Linked DNA regions of Gossypium arboreum: region 1 is linked to region 2. The links are chromatin contacts, called in public Hi-C maps. All regions are on one chromosome and are shown on one strand. The core of a region is the stretch at or near the end of the contact, and the rest is flanking DNA. Distances in the headings are between cores, read along the strand shown.

Region 1 (5,402 bases), core at 2,444-4,943, 160 kb before region 2:
GTTCGTTGGTCTCTATTCCCCCATCCTTAACTCCCGCCAAAATTCCAACCTCCACCATTCTTATCCTGCGAAACGCCGGCCTTATACTAAACCCGCCTCCTCCTCCTCTCTCTTTTCCAACCCTCTCTTCAAAACCCATCTCCGTAAAACCGTTCCTTAGCGTTCTCAGATCCTCGCATTCCCAAAAATACGTTTACCATGACCCTATCCCTAAGTTTGCTGAAGCCGTAAGTTTATACACTTGTATGTTTAGAAAAACGTATTATGGTTTTAAGCTCCAATGATAGATTTTCTTTTGATTATTTTTGTGGGTATTTGGTATAATAGGAGACCCAGAAGTTTAAAGCTGAGCTTTTCAACAAGTTATCCAAAGACAAAGACAAATTTGGTGATGACCTTGATTCTGTCATTGTCGTTTGCGTTGAGGTACTTTCCCTTTTTCTTTTTTCTTTTCTAGCAACGGCTAATTTCGATTAATTGTTAATATATTATGAATGGTTTTTGTTGAATTCAATGAGAGTTAAAGCATCACCTTCCAGCTCTATCCTTTATAAGCCCGACTCTTTTGCGTACACGAAAGCCCTGTAGCCAGCCGTTGCTTCCACCTTCGCTGTTTTTGTTACATGTTGCATATTCTTCACCGAACCTGCCAAAACTTGACATTGATAGTCTCGAACAATTATACTCAACACCACCTGTTCGACTGTTTGTTTGAACGGCTCCATCAAATTTAGTTTTGACTCTTCCCTCACTTGGCGGCTTCCAGCCCATGTTATTGTTATTCTGCTCCCTGATGCATTCTGATTGGTATTATGGTATCCCTCTTTGTATTTTCTGATAAAACTGCTGGTAGTTAGATTGGATTGACGGCCCTCGTGTAGCTTTGCGTTCCTAGTTCCAAAATCGCCCATGCTGTTATCATCCTCCATACTTCGATGACTTACTTGAAAGAATGTACCACTGAACAGAATTTTTTATTTTATTGGAGCCTTGTTTCATTCTCAAGAGTCAATACCCACGATTCATGGACGGAGTATCAAGTATGGTGGCTTAGTATTAATACATAATAAGATGGTTTCAGGTGTCAAAATTCATTCTTAGAAGACTTCAACAAACCCTAAGATGATCTTAGGATCTTGGAATGAGATAGGCCTACATGGTCTTTTGTATCGATGATGATAATCTCATTCCTTAGTATATCTTACATTTTACATCAAACAAATATGACACATTAATGTTAAAGTAAATCTTCAGAGTAATATGTTAGAGGATATCAGTAGAGCACAAGTGGCTTTACCACGCTTGATAACCTGAGAGGCTTCATCATGCTTGAAAGATGTTATTATTCTGTTGATGATAAAGCCGATGCAACATATGGTCCTAGAAGTGACATTATTTTGTGAACTGGGTATTATTAGTATGCAATGCTCTTTACTGTGAAAAACACAACCATCAATATTATCATTCACAGTAGCTGATTTCATCTGGCTTCCTTGTCATCACATCCAAATGGGTTTATGCCGTTCCATTGTACACGATGTGATCAATGGTGATTGGTGATCATGTTCACTCACTAAGCCTCGCCTGTTAATCCCTGTAATCAGAGAATCATATAACAGTTTGAGAATAGTGGTTCACAGCCCTTTAGTCAAATCTTTCAATCCAAACAACATAATTTTAATTGCCTACTTTTGGTTGTTTATAGCTTTTATCAGCAATGATTTCTTCTAAATCGAACATTTTTGTCTCTTTAAGAGGCCTGCTTTTTGATTGAGCTGGAAATTGTTCAATAATTGACCCCAAAAGAATTATCTGGCACGAAAATAACAAATCACTCCTTCCCTGACAGCTCGTCATGTTCTTCCTTATGTGAATGTTTGGCCCAATGCAGGGATTTCTTTGAATTTGGCTTCTACATACATGTGATATAGTTAGTGTTGAAGATTACTTCTACCTGTATAAGCCTTGCCTACAGAAGAATACAAGTTTTGATAGTGAACTTAAAATTTTTGTGAAGCTTACTGTTTTTTCTATTGTTGAAAACAGATATTTAATGATTTCTTGCACAATGAATATGGAGGATCTGGAACACTGTTGGTGGAGCCTTTCACAGATATGTTTGTAGCTTTGAAGGAGAAGAAATTACCTGGAGCACCTGTTGCTGCTCGGGCATCCTTGTTATGGGCCCAAAACCACCTTGATCATGATTGGGAGGTTTGGAACTCAAACTCTCCCAAATGATTTCCTCCACATGTTTCATAACATATTTTTCCATTATCATCACATTCATAACATTATTTTCCATTATCATCAGATTGTACCTATGTTACTTGGAGTCAAATATTTACTCAAACTCAGATATGAGTGTTAGATATAGATGTGTATCAGACACGGATATGATTAAACTTTTCTAAAGTTTTTTTATACAATTGGAGGATCTTGAAAGTCATATTCTCGTGTCCATAAAATAAAGAGTTTGATCAACATAGCATTGTGTTGTACTTTTTGAAAGTGATCAAGTTTGGGATTTGTATGAAAGCAGTGAGTGAAAGACTGAAAATCCTAATTTCATATTAGAATACTACTTGTAATACAATTTAGGATCCAATGTTCCTCTGAACTGAGAAGCTATACATATGTTTATTTTTCTTGAAACAGATTTCAATTTGGGAGCTTTGATTGCAAGTTGAAATCTTTGGTTATCACCTTCATTCGATTGGTGAATTTCCATTTTCCCTAATTTCGGGTTTCATTGAACAAAAGAGGCAGTTCATTGCCATTCCCAAAACCAATCTGCACTTAAGAAAAGAAACTTGAAAACAAAACTATTAGCCTACAGCCTCAGAGATGCTCTGTAATGATGGCCGCCATGATTTTGACCTCATTGAAGCAGCGTTCACAGATGATGTCCGTGAGATTTGTCTTTCATTCTTTAGTTCCTGGAAAGTTTAGAACATAAGCGCTTAAGTTTTTAGGATTGAATGAGAAAGAAAGATTCAAATGAAACATGAAATGTTTTCCAAACTGGTTTAGTTTGTATCTAATCTTAATGCAGATGGAAACTTTAACAATCAATTTATGATATCCTTCCAATATGATTATCATAATTTGCTTATAGTTCCCATGGCGAGTAACTGGTGTTTGAGGACCCATATTCACAGATTGCTTAGCTGGGAAGAACATATATGAAAGATAAGTGAGAGCCATACTTGGTTGGTGATGTGTGCGTCAGACTTTCCTCCTGAAGTTAGGTTGTCTTGTCCATGGTGCTGCAATTTTTTCATGGATTCCCTTTTGGTTTTTGCATATTTCTTGGCTCTCATGAACTTCATGACCTCTGCAGGGACAGGAAACAAGAGAGAGTTGAGAAATCAATATAAAAGAAAGACAATCTTGCAAATAAAGAAAGTGAAGAAGACCTTGAGAAGTGATAAGGCGATAAGCGTGGCCAAGGGAAAGAGTATCGGTGGGGCGGAGGAGCTTAACACGGGTGAAACGCACCGTATCTCGATCTTGATGATGGTTGGCTTCCTCCTCTTGGGAAACAGGCAAGGGAATGATGAGAGAAACGTAATGACCGGGATTCATTCTCATAACTTCACTGACGGGAATGGGCCAATATAACCTCTCAAGCCTCCCGGAGGGATGCTGAATGACCAAGGCCGCCGCATCGATGGCTTGGCAATTCCCCATGAATTCTGAAAAAGGAAGAAGAAGATAAGGAAAGGAAGGGAAGAGGAGGTTAAGTAAGCAGAAGTCTCTTTCTAATACGACCCTACACAAAAAGTCTCACTCAACTCAACCAAGCACAAGCAGGCCTTTCCTCATTTCCCAACTAACTTATTATATACCCTTGCCTTGCCTCTCACTATTCACATCCAAAACGGCAACACATAATTTACAATCAGGATGTTATAATTAGTTTATGGAAAGCCGGCATGAGCTACACGTGGAGAAATGTGAGGAGTTGGGGTCAAAGTGTTGAAAGTCATAATTAGAGGGATAGGACTAAATAATTTGTGTGTGAAAAAAATACAGTAATTATAATACAAGTGAGCATGCGTGTGAGTGAGAGGGAGATTCCTTTGGCTGGACAATGATTTGACAACCCACCGCCTTATCCGCCATAGTATACTTTTTTATGCTCCTCCGCCTTAGGGATTACCCTGCCTTTATATTTCCTTTTTCTTTTAATTTTTAAATTATGAGTATTGTTAGGAATGGTAAATTTTAATATGCATTTTAAAATATAATTATTTATTACAAAATTGAAATTTTTATTTGAGAGTATTTTTAAAAAATAATAATAAAAAATACAATGTGTACGCTTTGAACTCATACTAATTAGATCACTCAACTAAAGTTTCATTTTAACATGTTTTATTCATTATTATGTTAACATGCATAATTTGTTATCTACTTCAGCTTTATACAACATCATGATAACAAAATTGTTATGTATTTAATATTATTAATATGATGTATTTGTGTTTAAATTTCAGACACTTATAACTTAATCTTATTTATTTATTTTAATATCATACATATTTTATTCGTTATTATGATTAATTAGTTTCAAATCATATGTTTTATTATATATTGTATGCGAAACACTCTAGTAATAGTACATATAGAGAAACCCATGGAGGTCAAAGAGCATCCCATGGATGTCAACTAATTCAAACGGGCTCATTTGACCCGCTTGAATTGGTTTGACTCATGGTACATATGGAGAAACTTATCTACTTGAAACATTGGTGACCAGTGAAACACTCTAGTAAAATTAGAGTTACTATTGTAAATCATAAGGGATAAAGATGTATAGAACTTAAATCCCTTAAGACTCTCATCTTGTAGATGGGCTCTAATCTCGATCGTTGATGTAACTTAATTTGTACCATTAGATTTGAGAGAGTTCAACTATAAATAAAAGTCTTCCCCTTCATTTGTAATCACTCAATATAAAATATTTTTTAGAGAATTTACTCAAACACCTAGTGTACGTTATTTTTCTTGTGACAAGAGTAGGAAATTACCTAAGGTCGCGCGGTTTGCCAAACTAAAGTTCTAACCCCGTGACACATACATATGTAATAGGATTTTTAGTATTTATTATCCATTTTAAATTTAAATTAAATCTATTTTAAATAACATTATTTGAAAAATAATTAAATTTAGTAAAATGAATTTAGTATATAAAAAGTAATTCAAAAATATTTTTTAAATAAAACAAATTATGATATCGTTTTGTTATTCATAAAATATAAAGTTGCATTCAGATAATGAATACTGATAGTTCCTATCCACTTTGAATCGCTTCTGAATAGTAATTAAAATATTATTTAACTTTGAATATTATTGAATTTTGCATTATTTGTATCCATAAAAGCAATCAAATATTA
Region 2 (4,784 bases), core at 1,406-3,905:
CCCTTACTAGTTTTATACCTTTAGATATTTGGACTACTGGTCCAAAAACTCCACGAATTTAATTGTATTTGAGTTGCATCTTTCTATTTTGAACAATCTATTCTATATTTATATTTCTCAATAGATTTATTCAAGATTCTCCTTTTATTTCATTATTTCAACAATAATATTGCATGCAAAACCATTGTCGACCACTTTTATTATCGGTTTGACATTTTCTTAAATTGACATAACTTATTAATATCTCTTATTTTTACTATTTTAATCTTCAGTTTCAGGTACCTGAATCTCTTCTGGAGTTTACTTATTAATTATGTCTTGGGTCTCTTCTAGAGCACCCGCCTTCAATATATGACCATCTAGATTTATTATTTTGTTTTATAAGAATTTTCATATTTGGAACTTATAATTAGTTATCCTTATTGAATTTCTAGTTCAAATTACGCTCCCCCCTAACTCATTACAAGTTATTATTTTTATCTCCCTAATGTCATGAAAACTATGGAATCAAAATAGTAATCACAAATCATGTCATAATTAAATCTCTAATACATTGAAAACATATAATAATACAATGAGACTCATAATTAATATATATTCTCAACTTTTTGTGGTGGAACAATTGGAACATATATGCACATACAAAAATTTAAAGATTAGAAATATTTAGCTCTTGACCAAAAATCAATTATAATGGGGAGTATTTATAACTTATTGGCTTGATGCGTAAGCATGTAAATCAACATAATCTCATGTTGAAATAGAAAGTTTAGTTCTCATAAGTAATGGTTTAAACATTAATCAAAGGCGTTCAATTAATAGTTTCTCTAAACCATTATGCGTATAAATAACAAACTTTTATAAAAGTTTTTCAAACTTAATCAATAAAAGATTGAGATATAAACTCATCAGTATTAGTAAGATGAATTATCTTAATTACATTATATGAAATAATTATTTAAATAAACAATCTTGCAAACGACAGGTTACAAGTTGATAACACATACGTGATTATTTTGTAGATGCATCTACCAAAATCATATAATATCAAAATTATTCTCATGGTGGATGAATGGACCCATATTCATTTTAGAAGTGCAAGACATTAAATCTCAACTTTAGCTAGTGAGTTTCTAAGAATCAATTTTCATTGAGAACAAACAACAAATTAGAATTCTTTAAATTAAAAAATCTTCTGGTTCTTTAATAAATATCCATATGAATTCTTAATTAATTTTTTCATCATATATGATCCAGGATGGTTTAACTAATCACACCAAATATTTTACTTTAGATGGAATTACCATATTTTATTGCTTATAAGTAGATCTTTCACAGTCAAATATTTTACTTTTAATCCTTTAATGGGGATGATGACAAAAGAAGATTATAAAGATAATCACAGTTAATTCAATTTAATAACAAGAGTAATCAATAACTCAATCCTCTCTTTTTTCATCCTTTCAAAATAGATATTTATAGCAATAGTGATTTATATGAAATATAATTTTTATTCATTCACAATCTCAATATGAGATCCATTATAAATATCTTTTAAAACCAATGGATTAACCATCACAAGATATTAATATATTAGCTCTTCTAGAGCTTTCGACTAATTTTGTACTCCCAAATATTGAAATAATATCGGTTTTTGTTTTCTTTTGCATTCACTTTGGGGAATATAATAGATTTACTAGGATGAACTTATAAACGTCCCAAATTTCATAATAACCATCGTAAACACGTGTGGATTTCAAATCAAAATTTATCTATTCATGTTGTCATGATTAGTCTCGAATTATAATAAATATGACATAATAAATAAATCATAATAAAATATATCTGAAGATCTAAGTGATTAAAGGTTTTAATGATTACTCATAGTGCGCAGGCCTCAATTGAAGACTAAAATTGCAATAGCTCTAGAAGGCAATCGACAAAACCTTGAGCAGTAGATCTGGAATGTCTGTATTATAAAATAAAAGAGAATCGTGCAGATAATGTGTTATAAAATAAAAAGACAGAAAGTAAAGGACAAAGAGAATGGGAGAGCAAAAAGAGAGCGTATTTTATTGATCAATCGAAATTTTTACAATGCTTCTCCAAAATCTATATTTACAGACATAAGAAGTATAAATGAAATAGAACTCTACTTCTAATGACTATTAGAATTTAAAATATATCAAAACTTATCTAGATCTTGATGGACATTTACTTAATAAAATATTTATAACAATATTTAGAATAGAAGTGTTTTTAAAAATAACATATAATAAAATTTTAAAATTTAATTAAAATTATTAATTGGTTTAGTGATGAAGAATTTGTTATAAATTTATTAAAATTATTCTTTAAAATGTTAATTTTAATTTAATTTTATGGAAAAATAAAAAGAAACTATCAAAATAATAATAATTTAATAAAAAGATATATTAATTATTTCCTAATTGAAATGATACCAAATTAAATAATCAAGTCCTTCTGATTTGAGATAACTAATGAAATCAATTTCCTTAACATTTTCTCTTATCTAAATAAAAATAAGTTAATGAAACGAAGATATGATTTCTTTTCTATTACTTCAATCCAAATATAGGATTAATAAATATCAATTAATATTATATTTAAATCCAACTTTTAACACTAACGGGTCAGATCCAACCATCGACTAAGTCACAGCTATGGCTATAAACAACGATTTCCCGCTGGATATTTTGGCCGACTCGCTTAGCTTATCGTAGCAAAACAAGCTGTCGTTTTGCCTGAAACGCTTACTGTAACATCCACAGTGTTGTAAGGCTAGAATTAACCCTCAACTCAAAGCCAAATAACCCAGAAAACAAAAGAACAAAGGAGCAGTGCAAGTATTTCTCTTTCCAACATGGAGGTAATGAGTCCACTCAAACCCCATCCTAACTCTCCCTCCCCCACCAAGAAGTTGCTGCCTTTCGCTCTTTATGCTCTCCTCCCCATAGCTCTTCTTCGCTTCTACTTTCACCCTTTTCATCACCTCCCTCCCAACAATCCCACCATCCTCACCAAAGGTATTTTCAGCAACCAAAAGTACTTGTCAACCTTTTATCCTTAATTACCATGAGTTTTTAGTTATTGGGTGATATTAATGAACCAACTTTTTTTGTTCTTTTATAGAAGAAGAAATAGTTTATGAAACTCCATGTGACTACACCGACGGCAGATGGGTACACGACAAGATGGGGCCTCTGTACAATGGCACAACCTGTGGTACAATCAAGGACGGTCAAAATTGTATCTCTCATGGGAGACCTGACTTGGATTACCTTTATTGGAGATGGCGACCAAGCCAATGCAAGCTCCCCAGGTTTAATCCCAATACTTTCTTGCATCTCTTAAGTAACAAGCACATAGCTTTTATCGGAGATTCCATGGCTAGGAACCAACTGGAATCACTTCTTTGTATGCTAGCCACTGCCTCCAATCCTAACCTGGTTTATAGAGGTGGGGAGGATAACAAGTTTCGTACATGGCATTTTGCTTCTCATAACATTACTATATCAGTTTACTGGTCACCATTTCTAGTTAAAGGTGTTGAGAAATCAAAAGCTGGTCCAAATCATAATGAATTATATGTGGACACTGTTGATGAGAAGTGGGGTTCTGATTTGGACCATATAGATATGATTCTACTCTCGATAGGGCATTGGTTTCTTCATCCAGCAGTTTATTATGAGGGTGATTTAGTATTAGGTTGTCATTACTGCCCTGGACTAAATCACACTGAAATTGGATTTTACGATGTGATGAGGAAGGCCTTAAAGACTGCGCTTAAGACAATAATTGAGAGAAAAGGGGCTAATGGTAATAGAATTGATGTGTTCCTCGCCACGTTTTCACCTTCACATTTTGAAGGTGAATGGAATAAGGCTGGTGCTTGTCCAAAGACTAAACCTTTTAAGGAAGGAGAGAAGATGCTTGAAGGGATGGATGCAGATATGAGAGCAATTGAGGTTGAAGAAATAGAAGCTGTCAAGGTAAATGCTGAACAAAGTGAAGGATTGAGGATTGAGATGTTGGATGTGACCAAATTATCGTTGATGAGACCGGATGGTCATCCGGGGCCTTACATGTATCCGTTTCCGTTTGCGAATGGGGTTCGAGAGCGCGTGCAGAACGATTGCGTGCATTGGTGTCTGCCTGGTCCTGTAGATACTTGGAATCAGATATTGTTGGAAGTTATCAGGAAATGGAGTATTCAATCCAGGAGAAAAGAGTGAGGCAATACAAATAGCAAGTGCTAACTTTTGATTTACTTGGTTGGTGCATGTGTTTTTCCCTTCAGAGTAAATAGATAATTGAAGAAAAATGTTGTTTGGGAAGAAATGTGTCGAGTGTAGTTGGTGAAAATGAGATTATTGCTTTTTTAGTGATATTTTTTTAAAAATTATATTAATATTCACTTTTTTTTTTTTTCGCTTTATGAAAAATTATAAAATAGTTACAATGTAACTATTAAAAAAAATTCGATCAATCAGCTATAACAATTATAAAATAATCATTTAGCTATTTAATTTTATCTTTTGGTCACCCAAGTGTCTTGAATTTTTGGGTGTTTCCGTTTTTATTAACTAGCTAATAATTAAAAAGAAAAAATTAAATAATTGAGTGACTATTTTATAACTTTTTATAATTGAGTGATCAAGAAAAAAATCCATTATTGAGAGTGACTACTAATATGTTTTTATCTTTTTTAAAATGAAATGTATGCAAATGATATCAATATGAAATGTATAGAGGTTTTAAAG

What was found. A called contact is a pair of places that touch in the nucleus more often than the background predicts.
Region 1: a Hi-C map of leaf shows a contact between it and region 2, with 2.4 times the contacts expected there. The contact joins the promoter of LOC108453785 here to the promoter of LOC108450782 in region 2. A contact is called at or near these places in 2 of 5 Hi-C or Micro-C datasets (both in leaf).

What each region holds. Positions count from the first base shown.
Region 1 is chr5:67,174,790-67,180,191 of ASM2569848v2, reverse strand. LOC108453785 reads right to left here and starts at 3,693. Exons shown (of 3, transcript XM_017752084.2): 1 at 3,420-3,693; 2 at 3,210-3,337; 3 at 2,640-2,939. The coding sequence starts at 3,693. The coding sequence ends at 2,829. LOC108453784 (protein PLASTID REDOX INSENSITIVE 2, chloroplastic-like) reads left to right here. Exons shown (of 4, transcript XM_017752081.2): 1 at 1-227; 2 at 328-426; 3 at 2,047-2,214; 4 at 3,344-3,816. The coding sequence ends at 3,367.
Region 2 is chr5:67,015,106-67,019,889 of ASM2569848v2, reverse strand. LOC108450782 (xyloglucan O-acetyltransferase 1-like) reads left to right here and starts at 2,655. Exons shown (of 2, transcript XM_017748549.2): 1 at 2,655-3,047; 2 at 3,154-4,432. The coding sequence starts at 2,885. The coding sequence ends at 4,256.